Regions from separate parts of the Mus musculus genome. Here region 1 is linked to region 2. A link is a contact called in public HiChIP or PLAC-seq data. All regions are on one chromosome and are shown on one strand. Each heading gives the region's core, a stretch centred on a gene start, on an enhancer-like site or on the middle of the called end of the contact. The rest is flanking DNA. Distances are from core to core; before and after follow the strand shown. Region 1 has its middle 28 kb from the start of Pkp1. Region 2 overlaps Ipo9 (importin 9).

Evidence for each region. HiChIP or PLAC-seq counts read pairs in DNA pulled down with a chosen protein or histone mark.
Region 1: an HNF4G HiChIP or PLAC-seq map of pancreatic cancer cells shows a contact between it and region 2. The contact joins two enhancer-like sites. A contact is called at or near these places in 1 of 484 Hi-C or Micro-C datasets (cortical neurons) and 1 of 115 datasets of contacts at active chromatin or transcription factors (pancreatic cancer cells).

Annotation. Positions count from the first base shown.
Region 1 is chr1:135,945,257-135,948,571 of GRCm38.p6, forward strand. No RefSeq gene overlaps it. Among named protein-coding and RNA genes, the nearest start is that of Pkp1, 28 kb to the left of the region's middle. Within about 2 kb of position 1,320, at least 35 of the 459 cell types and tissues checked have an H3K27ac peak or open chromatin away from gene starts, as enhancers often do. A contact at or near this core is called in pancreatic cancer cells, where this site is marked.
Region 2 is chr1:135,409,590-135,413,010 of GRCm38.p6, forward strand. All of the region lies in intron 4 of Ipo9 (importin 9), which reads right to left. Among named protein-coding and RNA genes, the nearest start is that of Ipo9, 19 kb to the right of the region's middle. Within about 2 kb of position 1,597, at least 79 of the 459 cell types and tissues checked have an H3K27ac peak or open chromatin away from gene starts, as enhancers often do. A contact at or near this core is called in pancreatic cancer cells, where this site is marked.

The DNA of each region.
Region 1 (3,315 bases), core at 70-2,569, 540 kb after region 2:
CAGTAGTACCTTGACAGAAAGGCAACTTTGATCCTCATGGAAACTCTAGAAAGATTCGCCTAGGACTTTCATTTTGCGATGAGGAACTGAGCGCAACAATGTTAACCAACTTGCCCAAGACAATGCGACCAGTTAGGACGGAGCCAGGATTAACCAAGGCATCCAGGGAGCCCTGAGCTAGAGGTGCCCGTAGAATGCATAGCCGCAAATCCAGAACTACCTTGGAGACGGAAGTCTATTCTGCCACTTACTCAGGCAAGGTCCTCTCTGAGCCTTATTTGTTCTCTGAGGGAATTAGACTACCCTGTCTCCATGACTGCCCTGAGATCAGGCCTAGATATAGACTTGGTAGGCTTAGGGACCAATTGCTGCCCCAGCTGTAGGCTGGTTGCAACCCCCACCCTCAATACCCACACAAGACTGAATGGGGTCCCAGGGTCTTAAGGAAAGCGAAACGACAGACTGTAGGTGAGTGCTCAGGGAAGCAGTCTTCTTGTTTCAGCTTCCCTCTTCCAGGAAGGTCCTCTAGCGTTTAGTTCCCTTGAAGCCTTGAAGCTGTAAGCTACCTTCAGAGCCTTTTCTCCCACCTGTGAAGCTACAGTTCCTTCTTGGTCACCAGAGGGCGCTCTTACCTACGGTCCCAAGGCTCTCCTCCAGGCTTGGCTCAGGACCCACTTTACTTCCTGTGTCTTATGGCCTCGTGGCCAGAACTGTCCTCCAAGGTGAAGACTGTCTCTGAGCCTCTTAATGGGACACGCAGCGGCTATTGTACCAAGTAGCATCTGAGGCTGCCTGGGGCATGCACACAAACTAACAAACTAACCAACAACAAACAAAAAACCTAAAACCTGAACAGCTGTGCGATTTCACCCCTTATTATTACCACTGAGTATTGATCTCACGCCTGTTTACCATTTTCCTGCCCCGTGTTGTCATCTCCTGAAGGCATGACTTTGTCACACAAAGGCTGCGAAGAGGTTGCTGCTGGGTGGTTCTCATGACCAATTCCAGCATGTCTTGGTGGCCACCAGATGCCTAGGAAGTGCCTGTTACAGGGCAGTAGGTAAGACCATGCCAGCTCTGGGCAGGAGGGCACATGCACAGGGAGACAGACATAAAACACTGGAGGAAGCCAGGCCCCGTCCCAGCACACCCACAGTGTCAGAAGTAGAGCCAGCAGGAAGGAACCATGTATAGGTTTAGTTCAGAGAAAACAACACAGATTGGGGTGGGAATTTGGCAACGTCTTAGGCGTTGTCTGTGGTCCTGGTGCTATAGAAGGGGGTTTCCATGGAGACAGGAGGCTCTGACTCACCTCCCAACATGATGGAATCTTCTGAGACCACAGCCGTTGACTAAGGATTGGGGCAGAAGGACAGGGTGGGTGGGTTGGCAGAGTGGGGACCTGCTGTATTTTTTTAAGGTCAATTATCCTTGTCTTCCAGCAAACTGAGGCTGGCTCCAAAGGATGCAAAACGCTTCCCATGGGTGCCTGTGTGGAGGTATGCTCTGCCTAGTGAGAGGCAGGAAGGGCTCTGTCTGTTTCTTCAAAGTGTTGTTTAAAGAAAGTTAGCATTCCCCTTAGTATGGAGCAGGAAGATGAACCGTGGTCCTCCACTACCTGTGAGCAGGCCTAAGGCTCCTGGCTTTTGCTTACATTAGGCCTCCTCCACAGCCAATAGGAAGAGTGATCTGGACACAGACTGGGAGAGTCCTCTTGACCCACATGTCCTACAAGGCTGTGCTCAGGTGTCACCTCCTTCAGGAAGCCTTCCTTGATTCCTTAATGTGAGTTAGATGTCCCATAGCTCTGCTGTGCTTATCTAAGCCACCACTGGCCCAATTGTCCTAAAGCTGCTTGGCCTCTGACCAGTGTGCCCTGAGGTTAGGGCCATCTAGGGTAGAGGCTAAAGTGCTCCCTTAACAACCAAATACAGTAAGTATTGTGTACCACTGCTCGAGGCAGTCTATAAAGTAAGAGGTCATTTGAGGGGCAGGCTTTGAGTCTGGGCAAACATCCACACGGCCAGAAGTGAGCCTGGCCTCTAAGTCTCCCTTAGTTTGTCAGAACTGTTGCCACCAGCATTTGCATGGATAGGGGAACACAGGGGGGCTGGGGGAGGCCCCAGTTCAACTCAAGAATACTCATCCTCAGCTCACAGTGGGATGGCAACACAGGGCCATCTCTAAGGGTCCCTAAGATTTAGTCTGAGGAGACTGGCCTGGCAAATGGCTGAGAAGTGCTTAGGTGATGGGTCTTTCAATATAACCCCCAGGTCAGATAAGAAGTTTTGGTATTTGGCGATTGACTTGCTCAAGGTGCCTTTTGTGTAACACTGAAAAGAGCTTCTAGGAGGCTGTCAGCGTTCATCCTTCAGAGACTGGTACCCTGCTGCTGAGAAGCCTGAATCCATCCTGCAGAAGCCCTCTTCTCTTTGATCCATGGTCCATGTAACCCCAAACACCAACATAGATCCACAGTAGGTTCAGTACCTGAGATCAGCTCTTCCACACTCATGGCCACTCTACAGCTACTCAGAAACTAACAGCATCCAGCCGACTGTGCGGTTTTGCATACCTTTGCAGTTCTGTGATGTGAATCTCAGTCCTGAACCATGCTAAGCAGACATTCCATCACTGCTCTGGACCCCGGCCCCTATATTTGATACCAGGTCTTGGTGCACAGCCTAGGCTAAGCTCAGATTTGCAGTCCTCCTGTAATTCTGGATGCGTGCCACCACAGCAGGCCAGCCACATGCTTTTTTCTAACAGCCATGACCAAAAGTCAGGGGTGGATGAGTTTAGGACTCTGAACAAAGCTAATGTCGAGGGGCCGTCTCGATGATGCAGTAGGGAGAGCTGCTTGCTAACAAGCCTGACAACCTGAGTTTGATCACTGGGACCCACATAGTAGAAGGAGAGAATCTACTCCCAGAAGTTGCTCTCTGACCTCAGTGGTAATGTTAGTCCAAGCACCCATAGTAACAGTACATGACAGCTCAAGGCCACTTGCACCCTGCACTCAACTTTCCTGTCACTGCACAATGAACTGCTAGGCCCCTTCTGGTTGAAAAGACACCTATAGGCAGTTGAAGAAGCCAAACAAGGGACCATTTGAAACCAGGACTGTGTCGCAGTACCCGATCCCTCTCTACCCATCGGAGACAACACCAACTTCTGTCTACCTGTGCCCCAGCTACACACCTCCATCCCAAGCAAGGGGTTTCTCGTGAACTTAATGGAAGATGCTGTTGGCATTTAGTCTAGGCTCCGCCCCACAGTTGCCTGGCAACAGCCAGGTGTGCCTGACTCACT
Region 2 (3,421 bases), core at 347-2,846:
AAACTCACTCTGAAGAAGGACAAGGAGCCAGAAGCATTATTCGTCAGAAGGGGAGAGAGAATAGGAACACAAAAGAAGATACAAGATATTAAAAAGAAAAGCACACAGATTAAAGCCATCTGCAACACAACTGCATACAAGTAAGGCAAACAGGGGTCCTTCTGAGCTTGTGCCATGACAGCTTTGAGCACAAGTGCCATTCTGGTTTCTGTCAGTTCTGTCTCCTGACAAGTTACTTCAATGTAAACAACAAAACAAACGGGGCATAGTGGTGCATGCCTTTTTAATTCCAGCACTTGGAAGGCAGAGGCAGGCAGATCTCTGAGTCCGAGGCCAGCCTGGTCTACAGATCGAGTTCCAGGACAGCCAGGGCTACATGGTGAGAGCCTAGTCTCGAGAAAAACCAACCAATCAACCAACCAACCAACTACCAACCCTCCCACCCATCTGAAAATGTATTAAGCATCGACTCCATTTATCAATGTGTAATTCTGGGGTTAGGATTCCTGAGTGAAGGTGTTTAACCCATGTGCAGATTTGAAAGAGGTGAGGAAAGACAGGTCATATCGTCTTGTGTATGGAAAAAAATTAAATAAGAAAATGCTATGCATAAAGACCCTGTATCAATCCCCACAGGTCAAATACAGATCAAATACTGGAGACCAGCTGTTCTTTAGGAATGTGGCTTCCTTCTGAAAGATAAATTCCAAGCTTTGTCTTAATAAAATTAATATCTTAATAAAATGTCAAATTCCATTTAGACTGAAGTCAGCCCAAATAAATACATTAGATAGCATATTACCACCTCTGGGCCTAGGATCAAGCATAGCCTGCATTTATGAATAAATATAGCATAGAGCTTGGGTGCAGCTTAGCACGTTCAAGGGTCTGGTCCGATCCCCAGTGTCATCGCCACCATCACCACCACTACAAAGAAAGGAGTCTTAGTACTGAAGTGACTAACTGTACAGTTTAACTTTTCTATAATCATTGTGAGTAGTCTCAATTTGTTCATACTTTGTAGGTTTAAATTCAAAGTAAGTTTTCTGAGGTCATTATTATCAAGTCAAAAAGTCTGGGGTATTAACAACTAAATTTACAAAACTATAAGATAGAAGTAAAAGATTTATCTATTAGATCAAATATTTAAATTCTTAGCATATAGTCCCTTTATATCTTGAGACCAAGTTCTCTTTTATAAATAGTAAAATAACTCAGAAGTCAAGAACAGTATCTTCCTCCAAAAAGTCTCAAAGACACTGGGCACAGCTGGACATGCCTATTTTCCTAAGCTATTCTGGAAGGTGAGGTGGGACTACCGGAGCCAGGAGTTAAAAGTTAGCCTGGGCAACACAGAGTGACCTCCATCTCAAAATAAAAAAAGGAAAACCCTAAAGAGAACTGGTCCCACATTTCTCACACACCAATACTTTTCTGTCCTCATGGATGTTCCAGTTCCTGTGGTGTGAAGTTGAAATCAACTGGAGTAGCTATTTGTGAATGGAGGCTGGCTGCCGTCCACTTCATGCCTGCTGACTCATTACAAAGGATACACATTTCTTCACCAGTTCCTTCTCCTGGCTGGGAGAAAGTGACCTCACTGTATAGTCATTTCCTTAGTCAAGTACAAAGCCTCTTCTGCTTTCCAATCAGAGTAACTATACAGCCATCCTTTCTCTCCAGGTCTGTCAGAAAGAAGCTAACTCCGTACAGGAAAACTAGGATTTCCTCTCCTTGGCTAAAACAATTGCCCTTTGCTGGATACCCTGGCACTAGGAGAGCTAAGCAAAGGCTCTTAGAAGTTCAATTCCACAGAGCAGTCACCTCACTCATACAGAAGCAGGGAGGTGAAAGGCCAATCAAGGAACACCTTGGCCTTTCTGATGTTTCTGAGCTAAAAGCTCACCAGTAGGTACACAGTCGGAACTCTAAAAGGGTATCTGGGGGTAAGAATAGGACAAATGAAAGGTCTGACTTTGACATAGAATTGGTAACCTGCTATTAATGCTGAGTGGGCATGTAAAATGCAGCATAGATGCCAAGTAAACAGATTCAACGGCTAGACCTCGAGTGCTGCTCCTCACACACCTGAGCGTAGGAACTCGACATGCCACTCAGTGTGCAGGAGCCAGGGAATTATATCAGGAAAGGACTTTCTTGTTTGTTTGTGTAGCCTTGGCTATTCTGGAACTCACTTTGTAGACTAGGCTGGCCTCGAAGTAGAGATCTATCTGCCTCTCTCTTGAGCGCTGAGATTAAAAGCATGCACCCCCATGCCTGCCACCATGCCCGGCAGAAAAGGACTTTCAACCTCCCCTCCTTTCATATGCCAGAGCCCCAGGAACATAGAGGTTTCAGAGATCAAAGGCTCCCATCTCCTCCTCTATCACACAACACCATGCAGAACCTGCTAGAGCCAGAAGAATTGAGAACTAATTTGTAACTAAGTGCAGCTGAGCTAACAATTTACCCCATAACCAGTCTTTAAAATATACATACATATATCTATCTTATTTTTTAATTACAAATGTGTGTGTGAGCGTAGATCCTCAGAGGCCAGAGGCACTGGATCCCCTGAAGCTAGAGTTAAATAAAGGCAGCCATGAGCTGCTTGATGTGGCTACACAGAATACAACTCAGGTCATCTGCAAAAGCAGCATGCATGCTTAACTGCATGCACTAGCCTCCTTCTGAGGGGAGGGAGGGGGCTTTTGTCTGCATGTATGTCTGTGCACCGAGTGCCTGCGGAGGGACCAGGAAAGGGAGGTATACCCCTGGGATTGGGCTTACGGATGGTTAGGAGCCCTGGGAATTAAACCCAGGTCCCCTGGAGAGCAGCCAGTGCTCTTAACCACTGAGCTGTCTCTCCAGCCCCATAACCTCCCCTCTTCTTCCTATACTGTTCTTCTTAGTCTCATCCCTTACTCTTTCTACTTAATGAAAACTTCCCATCAGCTTTAACAATCTCTAAAATCTGCAGACCCCAAAGGGGTCTCAACTTTCCCCTTCTGGCTACATTTTACTAACCTCAATGTTTTTCTTCTCCAAGGTGATCTATGCTAACTCCTCCCTCTTACAAATCCTAAATCCTCCCTATTTCTATCTTACAAACAAAAAATTTTGAGTCTACTCTACACTATTTAAACCTGGTTATTTGTCCTCCAACAGTTCTTGACAATTGCTTAGTGCTGATATCAAGCAGCTGTGGTTGCTTTCACAGCTAATATGGAATTCGGGGAATAAGACAGACTGTACACCAGGTCCTCAGAGCTACTCCTGGTCTAAGGAATTATTTTCTGAACTACACATTCAAGTCCCATTTGACCATTTCAAATATGTCATCTGAAAAATATAATTGACAAAAAATAAACCAAGCAAAGAAAAAAATACCAGATATGTAAACCCAATGCAGTAACATAAA